Regions from separate parts of the Mus musculus genome. Here all the other regions are linked to region 4. The links are chromatin contacts, called in public ChIA-PET and promoter capture Hi-C maps. All regions are on one chromosome and are shown on one strand. Each heading gives the region's core, a stretch centred on a gene start, on an enhancer-like site or on the middle of the called end of the contact. The rest is flanking DNA. Distances are from core to core; before and after follow the strand shown.

Region 1 (2,700 bases), core at 123-2,622, 310 kb after region 4:
TCTGACACTCTCTTCTGGTGTATCTGAAGACAGCTACAGTGTACTCACATACAGGAAATAAACAAATCTTTAAAAACAAGTAGTTTATATCTGTATTGGGAAATACATAGACTTAACACTTGAATAAACACAAAGAGGTGCTCTCTTCCTGCTGCCTGTGGATCCAGATGTAGAACTCTCAGCTGGCTCCTCAGCACCACGACTGTCGGAGTCCTGCCATGCTTTCCGCCATGCCCACAGCGGACTTTATAAACCTCTGAACTGCATTTCCCACCTGGTGGTTTCAGAACGCTGAGGAACTTTGAGGAGGCACCACCTCGGAGGAGAAAGTGGGTCACTAGAGATTGACCCTGAAAGCCACGAAGAAAGTTGTGTGGCCCAGAAAAGGTAGCACTGAAGAAGCTTAGGCTAATTTGAGAAAGCTACACTGACAGCCAGCCGGCCCCCCCCCCCTCCCCCAGCTCCACTTTTGCAGCTTCCGCGTTCCTAATGGTGATGACTGACAGGTCTTCAATGCCAATTTGATTGAATTCTTCAGAGCAGTACCCGGCCGCTGATTGCCAAGCCACTGAAGAAGGGACGCAGCATCTGCAATGCAAGCAAAGCTATTCGATTTAAGTCTGGATTGTTGATCTTCTCTAATGTTCACAATGTGGAGCTAAGACACTTACAGGAAAAAAAAAAAAAAAAAAAAAAAAGGCTAGTCTCTGGAATGTATTGCATTGGTATCCTAAAGGCCAGTGGTGATGCCAGGAGTCTTTCTACAAGCGGGCGAATTTTTTTTTGTTTGTTTGTTTCTTTTTAAGTGGGTTGAATCTTGAATTTTCTCTTAAATAAAATGATAATCTATAACATAAGAAAAAAAAGAAGACAAGATAACTATAGTGATACTCAAAGTCAACTAATAGCTGGAAGGTGTGCTCTGACCTCCACATGAGCACCAGGGGACTTGACATGTCCACACTCACACGCATACACAATTAAAAAAAAAATGAAACCAAACGAACCAAAACTACCAAAAGATATAAAAAGAAAGCGCCACGGGCGTCTGTTTCTGTGTGGGGGAGCACTAGGTTTGAGACTCAGAAAGCCTTGTTTCGTAGACACCTCCCCGGGCTCTTTGAAAATGTGTACATTTACAAGTCTTTACAACCTCAATAGATAACAAAAGAGTCAGACCAAATTCAAAATAAGCAACTCTTCCACTTGTGGGGTAGGTCTGGGGATTTGGAAGGACGTTGTGAATCCTTGGCTGCGAAAGAGCTGCACACCCCAGCCCGCGAACCTTCTTCGGGTTCAGACAACTCCTCTTCAGGCGCTCACAGCCAAGTTCTTGCCTGACCGCAGCCATAGATGCTAACCGCCGGTGTCTGCTCCGCCAAAGGTCCCCTTCCGCCCTGCCCTGTTCTGTGGCTGCCCTCAAGCCTTTTATTTTCCGTTTAGAGGAAGACTGCGGTAGATTTGACTTTTTCTTTTGGAAACAAAAGCGATACAAAGGGCAAGTGTGCGGGGCTTCTTCCTAAACAGTGGGGCACTTGAAGCCGGGGCTGCAGGTGCAGCGGCTGATTCAATCTCAAGATTGCGCTTTCTAAAAGCGCTTTAAAAAATGCTGAAGAGAGAGCGAGAGCCCGGAGTACTTTTGGAAATGAGACATTTGAAAGCCCTTATTTATCTACTCTTTGGGGGGAAAAATCAATTTCTTTAGGGAAAAGCCTCACCACCCCGCTATGTCATGCATACAGAAAATGGCGTTAATTGAAGAGATTTGGGGTAAGACCAGAGGGAAACTGAGTGCATTTCTAAAAGTCCTTTAAAAAAAACTTTTTAAATGTTAGAATTGTGTTATGAAAATATCAGGGAAGATCTTGTATTTTCTTAAAGCTAACATATAAATGTTTTTCAGAATTCAGAAAATTAAACTTGTTTCCATAAATGTAATGTATTTGCTCATATGCACGCGCGCGCGCGCGCGCGCGCACACACACACACACACACACACACACAAAGTTCAAATCTATAAGAATGAAGAGATGAACCTTCTCCAGCCTGGCCAGTCCTGCCTGTGCCCGCTGGCTCACCACTGGCTCACCGCTGGCACACCGCTGGCTCACTTCCAGACCCTATTCAGCATGATCTCCCTCCTTTGCCAGAATCTGAAGGCTACCACAGACAGCAGGTCCTGCAGACATTCTAGCCAAGAGGATCTAAACACCCTACCCTCTGTACTCCTACCTCAAAAATAAGTTCTCAGGGTTATTTACAAACCCAGCCCATGTCGGCTTTCTTTGTCTCCAAAATGTCCTTTTGTTGTTGGTTTATTCAAATCAAGATAGCAAAATTTATAGGCAAATCATTTGCCATCTTTCACTGTCTCTTGAAAGTTTATAACACAAATATGTTTTGTGTATATTTTTATTTATTTACATTTTTTTTCCAATTGGGAAAGAGGCTTTGTTGAGATTTAATTCACACGTAGTACAGAAGGCTAAGAAAGGACCCTTCTCCCGTCCACATTGGTTGGTCTAATGCCTGAACCGTAGGTTGTCCTCTAAGAAGTAAGGGACTTACAGGTGTGACAAGTTAGGATTTTGATGGGGGAGATGATCTGAGTGGGCCTTGAGGCCATCCACACCCTTACAGAGCAGCAGAGGGAGAGGTCCCAGCTCCCAGGTGTGAGGCAGCCATGGATGGACTACCTGG
Region 2 (2,777 bases), core at 270-2,769, 450 kb after region 4:
CCTCCTCAGATCCCCTTCGCCCCTAAACCACTTCCACTTTGACTGTTCACTTTGACTGTCTCCTACACCAACCCTGGCTCTCTTCTGAATGGCAGCTCTCAAGTCTGAGGTGCTCCCTCCCTTCCTCATGCTTATGAGGGGAGTCAGGCTACGTCAGATTCCAAGTAGGCCAGTGTCACATTAGAATGTGTTGAGCTGAAGACATTGAAGCGAAAGCAGCCTCCACCCTCCTGGTCTTCCTAATGAAGCCCACAGATTTCCCTTCCATCCTGCACTCAGGGAAGAGGTGTCAGCAGGCACGGTTCCGAGACAAGTCTGCACAAATAAACCTGGAGACAATGACCCTTGACTTCTACTAACTCTCCAAACATTCTAATCATTTTGCATTCATTTATTGGGACCCTAAAGCCCCAGCCTCTTGTCTTGGCTCTCTTGGCTCTCCACACTACACATAAACGGTACTGTGCACACTACACATAAACGGTACCGTGTATATGCCCTGGAGTTGACTCCTGTGGACACGCTGCCTCTTTTTTTTCTGAGACACAATGCATGTGAAATTTAAAACGCTGGTAGAGATTACACGCTCCCCCACCCCCTTCCCATCAACTTGTCTTTTATCAGTTTAATTTCCTTATACCTATAAACTATGGGCTGGGCACCGTTGTGACTAAAGGCCAGTAGTGGGGGAGGAGACGAGGTTTATGCAGGCACTTTTGCCTGCCACTTGTGTTATTATTTAAAAATTATGTTCTGCCCATTAAGTGCCCAGGAAACCCAAGGGTAACTGAGCCTTCCCTGTCTTTTCAAAACTCTCGTGTTGCATGTCAAATAAGGAGCAACTCAAATCCAGGTTCCTGGCAGGCGGGGTATTACAGCTCAGGGACCGGCCTCCCTCACGGGCCACCTGTGGCACCCAGCCCCGATACTAGGCAGTCGTGGCTGACGATATGCTTTGCATAAGTAGGCCATCCTGGCTCCATTCCACCTGGGCTGAGGTGCCTGCTCTCCCCTGCCCAGGTCTTGGAGAAGGAACCTGAGGATAAATCCTGAAACTTGTTTGTGAGTCCAGGGGCAAGGAAGGGAGAGGAAGGCAGCTTGTTTCCGGAGTGAGGAGGGCAGTCCAGATCAAGACTAGACTTTGAAAGAGACTTTTCAGGTTTACCAACCCAGACGAGTCCAAGTTGGAAGAAAAAAAAAAGGGCTTAAAGCGTACCCATAAAAGAATTAACATTCTTGCTGCACCGCAGGGAGCCCACGGCTCTGCTAGGCTCTCTTAACTACTCTCCTTACTTCTCTCACAACAGCGGGTTATTTGGTCCCCTTTAGCCCTGCTCACCTGAAAGGCTTCATTGCTGCGGCCCAGGTCGCTGGGGGCTGTTGGCCTCAGCTCCAGGCTCATCTTGCTCTCACTGGGCTCGGAATTCTTTCCCGGGTCTGCCCTGGACATCCTCTGCTCAGAGACAGAGAGAGAGCAAGCACCACCTCTGCTATGTCAGAGGGCCACCTGCTGCTACCTCAGTTTGGAAACCTTTCCAATAACCTTTTAAATGACTTGGGCTGGAACCTGGTTGAGGTGGAGCAGGAGGGGCGGGCAGAAGGGCGGGGTGAGGCCTCTTTTTGAGCACGCCCACCCCATTCCTCTTTCCAGGGATGCTCAGCATAGATTTCTCATCACAAACGGGAACCCGCCGTTTTCTCTGTAGTCCTTTGCAAAATCGCCTACTTCCTGTGGACGGTGTTGGGGGCTAGGCAGGTGTTGCTGCATCTACGCCAGACATGTGGAAGATACAGTATGCATGACTTCGTATTCCGCCTGGGGAAACTTGAGATACGGGGAAAGACAATAAAAGGATGAGAATCAGGTGCAGGTCTGGCCTGCAGAGCTTTTCACTGCCCCCCCCCCCACTTTACCCCGAGGATCTCCAAACCCCAAGAACAGAATTGCAGAGATGGGCTGGCCACGCGTGGAAGGAGACTGTTCACTCCCTTATGTATACTTCTTAGTATTTTAAATGAACCACACACTCACTGTATAGCTCCTTCTTCGTCTTGTTCTCCTCACTCCTCCTCCTCCTCACTCTTCCTCTTCCTCTTCCTCCTCCTCCTCCTCCTCCTCCTCCTCCTCCTCCTCCTCCTCCTCCTCCTTCTTCTTCTTGTTCTTCTTCTTCTTCTCCTTCTTCATTATGGTCATGTAGCTTCTCATTAGTGAAGAACTAGAATGATAAAGTTTGATACTGGGAGACAATAGACATGAAAGTAGGGGAACCCCTCTTCCTACAGGCCTTATCTGGGTGATGATTTTATGAATAGTTGCTAAAGTGACCATTGTTTTTTGCTGATTTCTTAATGAAGCTCATGGCCTTTATTTTCACTACTAGACCCCGGATAACACAGACTTATCAGAACCTATCGTGTGGGTTCAAATAGGGTTTACCCTGTTCCAAGTCATCAAACTACAACATACAAGCTTAATCCAACCCACTACCCATTTTTATATGGCTTGAGTGTGTTTTAGGTTATTGGATAAATTAAAAAAAAATAAAGGGAAGAATACTTCATTTTTAAAAAAACATTAAATTAATGTTTTCAGACCGTAATACAAAAGTGATGGGCTTTACCATGGCATCTTCATATGCATTTGTCCTAGCGTGTTCTGGTTGATTCCCCTCCCCCACAGCCTCGTTGCCCTCCCACCTCCAGCTGATTCTCATTCTTCCTCCTCCAGTTAGCTTTCCCTTGTACTTTCTATTGCACACAGGGAAGGATATTTTCTG
Region 3 (2,870 bases), core at 46-2,545, 360 kb after region 4:
CAGTTTATATACAGAAGGTTAAGTTGAGTGGCTTTTCAGTAAGAACCGCTGGGGTCTTCCAATGCTAGCGTAGGCTCATGCTGTATCTACAATTCTCGCTTTGTGTTCGAAGTCAGTTTGATAGAGAGAGACGAGGGCTGTCACTTCAGCAATGTAGTTTATGGTGGGAGGGGGATGTTGCTTGCAGGGAAAGTTGCTTCTCAGAATCTCTAGTTGGGAAGTGGTCAGGGAGGCCTCCATGTTTAGATGCGGAGGCTGTGAGTGTTCAAGTCTGTAGCTGGGAAATTCCCTGAGTTAGATAAGATGAATCTCAGGACCCTGTCTGAGCTGGCGTGTGTGTGTGTGTGTGTGTGTGTGTGTGTGTGTGTGTGTATGTACATGTGTGTGTGTACATGTGTGTGTGTGTGATTAACCACTTTTCTCATCTGTTCTTGTAGTGGCTCCTGTTCTCCCAGAAGCCTTCTGGTTGCCAAGTGTTAGCTTGGGTTAGACCAACTAATTCCATTCTATTAGGGAAAGCATCTGTAAGTAGTCTTGAGTGGGAATGTATCGAAGCGTTATCTCCAGGTCCACTTATGGAACTCATGTAGAACATACACTTGTGATGCAACATTGGCTGTGCTGTCCTGGGCGGTCTCCCCTGCCTGGGAGGGTTTGCTCACTGCGGCAGCAGCGCAGGGTTAGATGCAGAACAAACCGCCCACGTGGCTTCTCTTCTTCTCCTCTTCTCCCCTAGGAAGTTTCATTGAGATAGAGTCCATAAAATGGACCCACTACAATATGAAATCCCGTGTTTTTTCCTCCACTATACTCAGAGCTGTGCGACCATTGGCAGTTATCAGAACACACTTTTTTTTTTTCCATTCCAGAGAGAGATCCCATGCTGCTTCACAGCCAGCTTCTGTCTAACCACTGCCAGCCTAGAACACGGAAGCGTTTTCTCTAAAATATTCTGTTAGAGGCGCTTTTTATAAAAATAGAATAGCTCAACATATTCTGCAACTGACTTTAAAAATTAAGAATAATGTTTTCAAGGCTCACCTATGTAACTGCTAGTATATTGTGCTTCTTACTTGTCAAATAGTATTCTATGATACGGACACTCCATATTTTCCTCGTTCATGTTAGAGTTACTGGGAGTGTGTATGCTTACACTTTTTGGCTTCGGCTATAAACAGTGCTGTGTGAGTCTTTGTGTAGACATGGTTTCATTTCTCTTGGGTAGATAGCCGAGGAGAAGCGCCAAGTCATGCTAACCTGATATGGTCTCTTGAGGGATGGCCACAGTGTGCCGGAAGTGACCTCATCATGTCTCATGCCTTCCCACAGTGCGCATGCTCCGGCTACCCCACCCCACCCCACCCCAAACCCCATGTTCCCGCAGTGTGCATGCTCCGACTCTTTCCCTCCCAGCCTCCCCCACACACACATATACACACATACACATACACGCACACACACACACTCATGTACTCTGTTGCCACTGACATACACACTTTAAAATAGTTTAGAAAGATGTAAAGAAAGAAAGAAAGAAAGCTATACTTTTAAGACTTGCTCCATTTCTAGCTTTTCTCAGGTGAAGGTGGGGCTCGTCTGTCTGTCTGCCAAAGTGGGTATAGATCCTTGGAACTATTTAAAGCTGCCTACCTCAGGCTTGCTGCCAGCCCTTTGCTAGCCCATCTCCCATCTCACTCAACACCTTGCCTTGTGCAATCTTCCCTGTAGTCTCTGTTACCCATTGTCCCTGCTGGGGTGGGGGACATCTCTGAAGTCAGCCATGGTGTCCACTCCCGCTTGTTCATCAGTATCTCTGGCTTAGGAGGATGTGACATGGTTTGTGTGGCATCTTTATCAGAGACAGTTAGATCTTCTTGCACGTGTGCCCGCTGGTCCTGTGGCTTTGAAGCTTATTAGGAGTCATTAGTCATAGCAAGTCAGTTCACTCTTCCAGAAATAAGGATTTCCAAAGGTCAGGCTGGCTTTTAATAAAGAATGAATTTCTTTTTTCGCAGGCTGGACTGTGATTCTAGGTGGCTGTGTTAAATGAATCCAGCAGCAGCCAGTTCTGCTGTCATCAGCAGGCGGGATGGCTTCATGTTCAGTGGGGCTCAAAATGCTTCAAGGAGAGGGCAGATCCTGAGTGAATGGTATGCACTGTAGCTTCTCCTAGGAGCGGGGGAGGGGGAGGAGGTGCCTGGTGCTTTTTCTCCCATCACCCAGTCTTGCTCACTCTGTTCCTTTTCCTTCCTCTTCTTCTATCTCCTCCCTCTTGGTGGCTCTGTCCTGCTCTCCTCGCTGACAAGACAAGTGGGACCCTGTGAAGTCACTACTGTAAGAGCTCTGTCTGAGGCAGCCTGGTCTACAAGTGAGTTCCAGGACAGTCAGGGCTACACAGAGAAACCTTGTTTATAAAAAAATTAAACAAGCAAACAAACACCAAAACAAAATAAAACATCTACAACAAAACCAAAACCCAAACCCTCTAAAAACCTCCAAAAACCAAAACCGAAAGAGTTTCTAAGGCGCCGTTGAAGCTGGATGGACGCCTGCTGGCAGTTGCTGCCCATGCACGGGGGAGCATCCTTAACAGGTAGAGTGCAGTAATTGAAAGCATCTATGTATAGAGGTGAATTTTGAAGGTCATGGTTGTCACCGTGTTCTCCCTAGGCTCTTTCCCTCCACCAACCTACCACAGATTATCTTATAATTTTTATATGTGTTTTATCAACATGTGTGTGTGAGGGTGTCGGATCCCCTGGAATTGGAGTTGCAGATGGTTGTGACCTATCATGTGGGTGATGGGAATTGGAATGGTGATTGGTCCTCTGGAAGAGCAGCCAATGCTTTTAACCACTGAGCCATCTCTC
Region 4 (2,754 bases), core at 167-2,666:
AATCCTAGCACTCACATGGCAGCTCACAGCCATCTATAACTCCAGTTTCATAAGATCTAGTGCTCTCCTATGGTCCCTTCAAGTACTGCATGCATGTGGTACTCTTACATATATGCAGGCAAAACGCTCCTATACATAAAGTAAAATTCTTGTTTTAAAGAGAGAGAGTCAGGATGGTTAGAGTAAAAACAACAGCAACAAACATTAGTGGTGACTCGGAGAAACCAGAGGGCCCACACATTGCTTGGTGGGCATAAATGGCACAGCCAACTTGGAAAACATTTTGGGATTTTCTCAAATCTAGAGGTACCATCTGACCCAGAGAGTATTAAAAGTAAAAATACCTGTCCACATAAAAATTATTTTTTAAAGGGACTAGAGAGATGGTTCAAGGGTTAAGAGCACTTGCTGCTCCTGCTGAGACTAGACCAGGGTCGCTTGTAACCCTCTGTAACTCCTGGGCATCCGCACCCTCTTTTGGCTTTCTGAGGCTTGAGCAAGCACACACATGGTACAAACACATACATGCAGAAGACCCCCCCACACACACACACACACCATCCACGCTTCTCCAGTCCCTTCTGCTTCTTCACATTGTCCCAAGAGCGGCTCTGGATGGTGGTCGCTGTGGGTGAAGCCCGTGGACTAAGAGAGTTCAGAAGCTCAGATGGTGTTGCTTATTCTCAGGAGGAAATCCATGTGGATTGCAGCTCACTTCCAGCTCCCACATGCACCTGTCTTCATGGCCAACACTACCGAGAGCCGCACCGCAGTTGCCATTTCTTGTGTGTCATTGACACAAGCCTCTACGGGGAAGAGCAACCTGTCCCTGTCCTGGCTGGGAGTCCCTTCTGAGCCTGCTTTGCAGGCTCCCTCCAGGAGAGTCAGTGAGGCCTCAGTGTGCGCGTGAGCATGGATCTGTGGCCCGCTGGTTTTAGCTGTCTGCGTTCTGTCCCCTTGGGCAGATAACAGCCAATGATGTCTTCTGATATAAAATCGCTGTTTGCACAGGGGGAACCGGAGCAAGAGGAACTGGCTTCCAGAGTGGGGTGGGGTCTGCGGGCTGAGAGTGAGATAGGAAAGAGCAAAGAGGGAGGAAAAGAGAAGAGAGAGTTGAGAGAAAGAAGAAAAAGAAGAGAGGAGAGAGAAGAGAGGAAAGAGAGAGAGAGGAAAGAGAGAGGAGAGGAAAGAGAAGAGAGAGAGAGAGAGATCTCCCGGCCCACTCCGTGTCCTTTCACTGCTGTCTTTGTGAGTAAACTGTCTGTTTCTACCACTGTCCCTGCATCCCGGTGGCTTCCTTGCTTCAGGACATGATGACCTGCAAATGCCTGCAGATGTCCTCTGGCTGCAGCGCCCAGCGGTCAGCGCTGGAGATGCGGGGGCGTGTCCCGTGACGTCAGGAACTGGGAGGAACCTGCCCCGGAAGCGGGCGCTGAGGACCTGGGAGCACGGTCATGGAGGCACCCGGGGTGCTGCTGGTGATGGGTGTGAGCGGCTCCGGAAAGTAGGTCGTTGGGGGGACTGGGGGACGGGCGGATGGGAGCTGGGAGGCTGTGTGGGCCCTGAGCCCTGGGAGCCATGCCTTTGCGGCCCCTGCTGAGGACCCCTGCTGTCCTGCCCCGCTGGCAGCTGCTCCCCAGGGTCACCGCGGACCGTGGCTAGCGACCCTTCTCAGCCTTACAAACCTGGGCCTGGTGGCACCTCGCAGAACAGTGTGGGAGGGTGAGAACCCCAAACCAGGAGGCAAACGTCGCCCTGGGTCTTTGTACAAAGCTTTGCCTGGGTGCATGGTCTCCCTAGTAGGTGAGTGTCTGGATTCTTCCAAATAGATTTTGAAAAGTGAGAAACAAGCTTGATCGTGTGCCTGCTCAGGCTGGAATGTTAATATGAAAGTGCTGCTAAAACTCTGCAAAATGTGCATTTTCTTCTCAGCCCAGTGTTGGAAGGTTCAGAAGTAAGCAAGCAAGCGGTAGGCATTTGGTTTGATAGACGCCATCTAACTGCAAGGTTCTTTAAACTGAAAGTGAAACGGAACAGAGTAACTCGGTGGTGGAGTGTTTGATTGTCGTGCCGGGTGTGTGTGTGTGTGTGTGTGTGTGTGTGTGTGTTCATTCCCAGCACCACAGAGTGAACAAACAAACCCCAGAGGCGAAAACCCCGCTGTTGTACGACTCTACCCAGAAACCCTTTCACTTCTGTCCAGAACCACACAAAGCCCATAGTACGAGCTCAGATTGTCTTTGTGGTAGAGACTGGGGGATAAGCCTGAGAGCATCACCGGTGTTTGTTTTCTGATGGAGTGGCTGGACTGGGCTGATTTGGAAACAGTTCAGGGGCTGGGGAGTCGATAGAGGCGCTGAATGAGAACTCAGTTGAGTGACAGGTACTGCAGGGTGAAAAACTAAGGGGAACTCTACAGGAGAGATGGAGGAGGGTGTTGATGGCACGGGATCCATCTCTGCTCCTGTTGGTGTGTCTTGTGTCTATGGGGTTTTGGTCTGAGTACCACAAGGGTGCAGTGCACACGGTGGTCAGAAGAGGGCACCAGAGTACCTGCAATGGGAGTTCCATACAGATGGTTGCAAGCTGCCATCTGGATTCTGGGAACCAAATCCAGAGGCCCCGGAAGAGCAGCCAGTGGTCTAACTGCTGTGCTACCTTACCAGCATTGTGTGTATCTGGTAAGCTAGCAGTGCTTTGAGATTTTACGGGCCTCCGAACTTTACAGTGTGCTGGCATTTAAACTTTTTATTA

What was found. Promoter capture Hi-C pulls out the DNA fragments that hold promoters and counts their contacts. ChIA-PET counts read pairs in DNA pulled down with a chosen protein or histone mark.
Region 1: an RNA polymerase II ChIA-PET map of effector CD8 T cells shows a contact between it and region 4, with 14 read pairs. The contact joins the enhancer-like site here to the promoter of Idnk in region 4. A contact is called at or near these places in 2 of 39 promoter capture datasets (the C10 cell line and fetal liver), 1 of 484 Hi-C or Micro-C datasets (cortical neurons), 7 of 115 datasets of contacts at active chromatin or transcription factors (effector CD8 T cells, embryonic stem cells, fetal liver and 4 more) and 1 of 9 other capture datasets (embryonic stem cells).
Region 2: a promoter capture Hi-C map of 3T3-L1-derived adipocytes shows a contact between it and region 4, with 3 times the contacts expected there. The contact joins the promoter of Slc28a3 here to the promoter of Idnk in region 4. A contact is called at or near these places in 18 of 39 promoter capture datasets (the 3T3-L1 cell line, 3T3-L1-derived adipocytes, the C10 cell line and 13 more), 3 of 15 datasets of contacts at CTCF or cohesin (the NIH/3T3 cell line, embryonic stem cells and pro-B cells), 20 of 484 Hi-C or Micro-C datasets (the C2C12 cell line, the G1E-ER4 cell line, adipose-derived mesenchymal stem cells and 11 more) and 15 of 115 datasets of contacts at active chromatin or transcription factors (the 230-238 cell line, T-cell acute lymphoblastic leukemia, bone marrow-derived macrophages and 10 more).
Region 3: a contact with region 4 is called in a promoter capture Hi-C map of fetal liver, with 4 times the contacts expected there. The contact joins the enhancer-like site here to the promoter of Idnk in region 4. A contact is called at or near these places in 12 of 39 promoter capture datasets (the 3T3-L1 cell line, the C10 cell line, cranial neural crest and 8 more), 2 of 15 datasets of contacts at CTCF or cohesin (embryonic stem cells and large pre-B cells), 1 of 484 Hi-C or Micro-C datasets (embryonic stem cells), 8 of 115 datasets of contacts at active chromatin or transcription factors (bone marrow-derived macrophages, embryonic basal ganglia, embryonic hindbrain and 5 more) and 2 of 9 other capture datasets (embryonic stem cells and liver).

What each region holds. Positions count from the first base shown.
Region 1 is chr13:58,470,554-58,473,253 of GRCm38.p6, forward strand. Gm40966 (a long non-coding RNA gene) reads right to left here. Exons shown (of 3, transcript XR_873533.2): 3 at 75-588. Among named protein-coding and RNA genes, the nearest start is that of Gm40966, 5.5 kb to the right of the region's middle. Within about 2 kb of position 1,373, at least 66 of the 459 cell types and tissues checked have an H3K27ac peak or open chromatin away from gene starts, as enhancers often do. A contact at or near this core is called in effector CD8 T cells, embryonic stem cells and stem cell-derived neural progenitor cells, where this site is marked.
Region 2 is chr13:58,609,358-58,612,134 of GRCm38.p6, forward strand. Slc28a3 (solute carrier family 28 (sodium-coupled nucleoside transporter), member 3) reads right to left here and starts at 1,520. Exons shown (of 18, transcript NM_022317.3): 1 at 1,340-1,520. The coding sequence starts at 1,450.
Region 3 is chr13:58,518,911-58,521,780 of GRCm38.p6, forward strand. No RefSeq gene overlaps it. Among named protein-coding and RNA genes, the nearest start is that of Gm38494, 26 kb to the right of the region's middle. Within about 2 kb of position 1,296, at least 29 of the 459 cell types and tissues checked have an H3K27ac peak or open chromatin away from gene starts, as enhancers often do. A contact at or near this core is called in bone marrow-derived macrophages and fetal liver, where this site is marked.
Region 4 is chr13:58,156,233-58,158,986 of GRCm38.p6, forward strand. Idnk (idnK gluconokinase homolog (E. coli)) reads left to right here and starts at 1,417. Exons shown (of 5, transcript NM_198004.3): 1 at 1,417-1,504. The coding sequence starts at 1,455.